Regions from separate parts of the Arachis hypogaea genome. Here region 1 is linked to region 2. Evidence: chromatin contacts called from public Hi-C data. All regions are on one chromosome and are shown on one strand. Each heading gives the region's core, a stretch centred on a gene start, on an enhancer-like site or on the middle of the called end of the contact. The rest is flanking DNA. Distances are from core to core; before and after follow the strand shown.

What was found. A called contact is a pair of places that touch in the nucleus more often than the background predicts.
Region 1: a contact with region 2 is called in a Hi-C map of an unstated tissue, with 3 times the contacts expected there. The contact joins the promoter of LOC112727283 here to the enhancer-like site in region 2. A contact is called at or near these places in 2 of 8 Hi-C or Micro-C datasets (leaf and an unstated tissue).

Annotation. Positions count from the first base shown.
Region 1 is chr12:32,583,462-32,586,945 of arahy.Tifrunner.gnm2.J5K5, reverse strand. It overlaps LOC112727283 (UDP-glucuronic acid decarboxylase 1), which reads left to right and starts at 1,470. Exons shown (of 7, transcript XM_072209152.1): 1 at 1,470-2,462. The coding sequence starts at 1,849.
Region 2 is chr12:32,413,348-32,416,815 of arahy.Tifrunner.gnm2.J5K5, reverse strand. It overlaps LOC112727281, which reads right to left. Exons shown (of 5, transcript XM_025776963.3): 4 at 3,310-3,468; 5 at 1,673-2,407. The coding sequence ends at 1,794. Among protein-coding and RNA genes, the nearest start is that of LOC112727281, 7.7 kb to the right of the region's middle. Within about 2 kb of position 1,300, at least 1 of the 3 cell types and tissues checked has open chromatin away from gene starts, as enhancers often do.

The DNA.
Region 1 (3,484 bases), core at 221-2,720, 170 kb before region 2:
GCCTAACTTGGCTTAACATTGCGCATTACTTGAAGGGTGCAGTGAGGAATGGCTATCCAAGCTCATGTGTTGCGCCTAACTCAAGGATACCTTGCGCCTTATTTGAGTTTGGCCGCATGGTTTTGAGTTCACTTGAATGATTCTGCGCCTTACTTGGAGAATTCGTGCGCCTTACTTGAGGAGTCACGCCTATGGTTGCGTGTTGTTGTTGTTGTCTTGTCCCAAGTTAGGCGCAGCCTTGGTCGAATTGGTGGGAGAGAAGTGTCGACTATTATATATCGTTGGAAAGCTCTGAAAGTTAGCTTTCCAACGCCACTAAAATCACGTCCATTGAACTTCTGTAACTCGAGTTATTCAGGTTTGAGTGCAGAGAGGCCAGGGTTGACAACATCATTCGCCTTCTTCTCTTTTTCTGTGGAGACTCCATCAAATCCAGCCAAATGCTACCTAAAATAAATAGAATTGCACACGACTCAAATTAACATCCATAGTGGCTAAAAGATAATTAATTCTTGATTAAATTAAACAAATTAAATACAAATTTACTAAGAAAAGATGCTTACGCATCACTAGGTTATACACGATGAATACGTATGTGCGACTTTTGAAACACATGGAAGAATTCTAACACATCAAATCATAGAATTATATAGTGAGGTAGTTGATATTGGCACTGTTCACAGCATAAAATTCACGTACTACTATTATCTTTTTTGTATTTGAATTATCTACATTTTAAATTTTATTTTAGAAAATAAAGTGTGATCTTCTTAAATAATTTTTTTCATATTTTTTATCTTATTTATAAAATAAATGGTGAGAGATTACATTTTATTCTCTAAAATAAAAATTCAAATTCAGAGAATCTAAATTTTTTTCCCTTTAACACTCAAATTCTAAAGCTGGACTGAGCTTCCAACTGGTAAACAAGAGCGCAAGAGATGGATGGTATGTTTCTGTACGATTGTATGGAATATTTAGTTAGAAAGGAATAGAAAAATCTTTCAAAATAAAGGAACAGGGGTTGATGAGGTTGTTCAACAGTCGTTCATGAACTACAAGGAGTGATTAGGTGTGGATCCCTTCTGTTGTTGATAGTATTGCCGAAGGTGACAGAAGGTATCTATTGGTGCTACATGAGTGTGATTTAGTCTGTTGTCCATACTTGGTCTGTTATTGTCTTATACTCCACTTGTTGTGTTGAGCTTTTACTTTAAAAAAAAACACTCAACTAAATATAAAAGAATTTTAAAATGGGTATACTCTTAAATCATAATACGATGATAATTAGATTTCGCAAATGAAAAGATCAAGACAATTACCCATTTACCCTAATCGCATTTGGTCACTCAACTCATCCAAAAGCCGCAAACAGGGAGGGTCTAACTCCTTTACTCATCTTCAATTTCACGCTTTCCATTGTCCCTACCAACAACAATCACCGATTAACATCAACACACTCAATAAAAAGAAACCTTTTTATTTATTTATTTTTTAAAAGAACAATACATTTGCCCCACATCATTACATCACAATTCACATCAGATCACATAACACACACAAAATATAAGCCTGACTCTGAAACACTTGCATGCATACGCCAGCTCCTAAAACTAAAATATCACCACCCTCCCATCCACTCACTCAATTTCCCTTTCCCTTTCACATTCACATCACATTTCTTTTTACCAAATAGCCTCTCTTTCACATTCACCGACACAAACAGAAGAAGCATTTCAATTTTCACTGCAACCACTCCAAATTTTACCTTCACCCATACAACACATTACATTACGCACACACACGAACACTGCATTTAAATTCGGAAAGAAAGAAGGAAGCAAAAGAATGAAGCCAAAGCTGAATCACAGGCTGGAGATGCCGAATAGTAATAATAACAATAATTCAAACCAATATGGCCCTTACCCACCAAAACTCCCAAAACACAATAGATCCCTACCAAGATCCATTAACTACCTTCTAAGAGAACAGCGCCTACTCTTCACCCTCATCGGAATCCTAATTGGCTCGACCTTCTTCATAATCCAGCCCATCCTCTCGAGAATTGGGCCTTCCGAGGCCCATCCGTACACCCGGAGCGGGTTCACCACCCGCCACGACCTCCGCGGCGTCGGGCTCGAGAGAAGGAACGCGGTTGCTGGGCGGGTTCCGGCGGCGATTGGCGCCAGGAGGCTGAGGGTGGTGGTTACCGGTGGGGCTGGGTTCGTTGGGAGCCATCTGGTTGATAAGCTTATTGGGAGAGGGAATGAGGTGATTGTGGTGGATAATTTTTTCACCGGGAGGAAGGACAATTTGGTACATTTGCTTGGAAACCCTAGGTTTGAGCTGATTCGACACGACGTCGTTGAGCCTATACTGTTGGAGGTGGATCAGATCTATCACCTTGCTTGTCCTGCTTCCCCTGTTCATTACAAGTATAACCCTGTCAAGACTATCATATCCTTATTTATTTATTTATTTATTTTGTTATAGACTTGTAGTGATTGATTGTGATAGTTAAGTTTAGAGTAAGTTTGTTCCCTTTTCCCTTAATTGGAGTCACAAGAACGGATAGAATTCTAGTAATAAAATCTGTGGTAAGTACAAAAGTTAGTGCTAAGAAACCATCATAGTTTTTCAAGCTACGTTAATGAGATTTTAGGTAATAAAATCAAGCCGTTAAGAAATTATGAATTTAATTTGATTCAGTGTCAGTCTAAAACAATTTTATCCATGCATCCAATTACGTAATACCACATCAGCTTAAATAACTACCTTTTATTTTGACCACGTAAATGGTCATCCAGAAGAATGGTGTGATTAAATGAGTTTTACACTGTCAATGTATCGAGATTATTATTATTTTTATTATTACAGTGAATGTGAGAGGTAAGTCTGTCCCCTCTTTGGTGGTTTTAAGTTGAGTCATAGAAATTGATAAAACTTGTGGTAAGAGACATTCATAGTTTTTCAAACTGCATTAATAGATCTTAGGTAGTAATTACTGGATACTGGTGGCAAGGACAAAAACTTGTGTGAGAGAAAGTCGTCAATCATAGTTGCTAATAAAATTCAGATGTCTGTGACAATGACGAAAGTAAAATTAAAAGAAAAAGAATCATAAAGTTGCTAACTGACTTCTAATTTTAGCTGAAGATTGGAAACAAAGGTCCTTGAAGCTTCCAAAAGGTAGTTAAGTCCTTGGAATGAATTAAAGTCAATTGCTAACTTAAGGGGCTAATTTTATTTATTTTTTAAATGAAAATTGTGGAACGGTTGTTTTGTGTGTTGCTTACTTGGTGTTTTTGTGAAAGTTTTAGTGTAAAGTGTTTTGGGCTAGATCTTTTTCAAAAGAAAATGTTAATGCACTATGTAAGTTGAGAAATTGTTATTCTATGTTTTTCAATCTTAACTTCTTGGCTTTCAACTCTGTTTTTGAATCTAACAAACTACGTTGTTGAGGTACAGAGTAACAGCTTTTTCT
Region 2 (3,468 bases), core at 51-2,550:
AAAAAAAAAAAAAAAAAAAAAAAAAAAAAAAAAAAAAAAACAAATGTCTTCTTGCCTTTATGATGACTTTTCTCCTCTTTGGCATTTTATAACCGGTCAATGTCTAGTTTGTAGTCACAAAAAGTTTCTTTTATTCATATTGCATATATACATGTATTTCTGTGAACATCTTCGTTAGGTAATCAAATAGGGGTCCAACCAACTTTATCCAACTTCTATTTAGACCGTATTTTAAGACCCACCAGAGGAAAAAAAACAAAAAAAACATTTCACTCCATTTACTTAAATCTAACCCTAATTTTATCTAAACCTAATCTTAATTTTTTAAATTTTAAAATCAAAATTTTTTAAATGTTGTTCAAGTTAGCTCATAGTAGAATTGGTTCCAAGACTTTTTCTTATTTGAATGATATCTGGGATCTGGATAATTGGAACATGCAAAGGCTCCTTTCATAGATCCCACACGAAATTGGCAATCAACTTCAAACAATGCAGAGACCTAACCTTGGCACAAATACCGACAGATAGAAATGGAAAGTTAATTCAGATGGTGCTTAAAAGAAGACCTAATTGGAAGAAAGAATTGAAAATACTAAAAACAAGCAGTTACAAAAGTGTGTTGACATTATAAGTAACACGTATAGATAAATAAAGCACTGAAGCAGTTAACTTGTGTTTACAAAAGAATCACTACTAGAAGATCATCAAACATAATTGAATTGATTATTTACACAGAAAATAGCAGCGAAATTCACCTTTTATTTGGAGATAGCAGCCATCTTACTTGAGACGTTAGGTCCATGACCATAACAACAATGGTCCAAAAATTTGGACCAGCAATTGTACCCTCAGACTTAACTGTGTGTGAGTGCACATTTCTCCCACTTGTGCTACTTCTCCGTTGGGACTACTTATCCGTTTCTCTCATTAACTAAGGAATGCTACATATTTGGTGAAAAGAAAAACAACTCCATGTGACCGTCAACATTGCTATAAAATATGAAGGCAGAAAAAAACAAACTTTCTAAATGGTATTTAATTATTTATGCATGGCACTAATGGGTAAAATGGAAAATAGAATAACTCGGGCAACTTAGAATGCTTTATAACCTTGTATAGGTTCAGTAGTAAGCAAGTTCATCAATTTTCTCCCTTTTTTTTTTCTTTCTCCCACGAGATTGTTTAACAAGTTGGGTGAGTTCATCTATTTTCTATTGTCATCAAGTCCGCACTAAGGAGAGGAAACCTCAAGTCAGATTTCTTTGATGTATTTTTGTACAGTACTAGTTACACTACACTTTTAGAAGCGTTACGAGATGCTGACCTATAAATAGTGATAGTGACAGTACCTGTAAGGCCCGAAGTATATGTAGAAAGAAACAAATACGTTTTTTCATTTGCCTTTGTCAATCGCCATCAATTCTTGCAGATTACACCGTTGGCATGATTTGATAATTTGATTCACCTTGAGTTGCGTTGTTATTTGAATATTGTCGTTATATGCTGCTACCCCTAGTCCCTACCCCTTAATGTAGCTACAAAAATTCTGGCTTTTATGTCTATCACGTAGTGCCTTAAATGCAACCTTGAAATCCACATGCACCATGAAAGGGCCATGTAAACTTGTCCACATTCTCAGATAGTCATAATCATTCATCTAATGCCCAATGGGTTTGGGAAGAAACATTATGATCCCTTTATTCATCTTCTGATGAAATTTAACATTGTGAAACTTTGATTTACAATATAGGGAAACTTCCTAAGAACGAATAATGGCCCCGGTACAAAATTTTCTATGCACCAGCTATCTCTGCTACTAGTTCTTCTAACAACAATCTCTCAATTTCCCTACCTATTACATCAATTTCATCTCCTAAGTCCAACCACTGTGGTTCCTTAACCAACACCTTCCCCAAAGCATCATCCTTCACTTTTCCCTGGCTTCCCAGCAACCTGAAAAGACCATCTTGGATCCGATTTTCGATCAGTTTAGAACCAACATTTGTTGTTGCACGGCTCACCCATGGCTGCAAGTTCATGGATTGATTGTGGATCTTGACAATTCCGGAATTTATGCGGTCAAAAAGCAACCGTCTTTCAGACCTTGAACAAGTGGTCCAATCACAGTACCTCTTTTCAAGTTCATTAAACACTGAGAGACTTACAGGGGATTCCAGAGAATGCCAAAATTCAAAATTTGGATCAGGTTGAGCGCCATCGATGCCAGATTCAGACAACACATCAATAATGTAGGAAGACTCCCAGCTATCTTCAGTTCTGCATAATCGATTGTCTTCTGACAATCTAGTAGATCCTTCCCCACACTCTTCATCGCTTGAAATTAGCACAGAGCCCTCCGCATATCCTTCAGATTCCAACTTCAGCAACTGGAGCTGCATTCGGAGCCCTGTAAATAATAATGTTTCATTAGAACAATGGAATGGAGTGAAAGATAAAAGTCTCAACGAAAGATTAGAATAATTTCCTTCAGTCAAGCACAACAGCCAGGAGTATGAGAGCATCAAATTCATATATATATGCTGGTGATTTGTCATGTCAAACAGCTATTTGATTCAAATCACAATTATCAGTTTGATCACACATACAAGATTAGCAAGAGATTGTTATGATATATAAGCTCAAAACCATCAACAAAATTGGCAGGAGAATGATGTGGAAATTATGAAGTCATAGATGATTTAGTCAAATTATTATTAAATAATTAAATGTAGTCAATGTAATTATGATTTATGAGGTAATAGCGACTCAGGATATAGTTATGATTAAATAATCAAATTTAACTTGTAACATTTAATAGACAAATTGACCGAAAATTTAAAAGTAAGCCATCAACCCCAAAAAAAAGATATAGACCTAGAAATGCATTTACAGTGCATCTTATTATTCCAAAACTAGTTGGATGCTACTGTTACAAAATAGATACACCAAACAAATAATATAGAACAATACTAATTGATCTCCATTTTCTAAATTGAGTACAATCCATACTGATGGAAAGATATAGTAAGCCCAACGTGCAAACAACAAAGGTTAATAGGTGATGGAACTCAAACTATCCGCATGATTGTTTGTTTCTTATGAAATAGAACAAAAAATATAAAATTGAAAAAAGCCTCTAATGTTGAATCAACATAGTTATCTCTTCCTGTTTATTGTTGATGTAATTGTGATAAACACATGGTATGAGGTTTGAGTGGCTAAAGGAAATTAAATATTGAGCTAGACATGAAAATGGGGTATTAAACACAACAATATGCAAAAATAGAAATACATCCCCAGTTCAATTACCTTGCAGGTCAGCACTGAGACTTTCAAAACACTCGGAACATGATGACGACAGATCATCTGTAAAAGAAGGTTCCAGGACTGAGACTGGACTGGGTTGATCAGTATCTTTACCACATGATGATTCAAGTCCAGGTGCAGGTGGTTGAAAGCAGTCTGAAG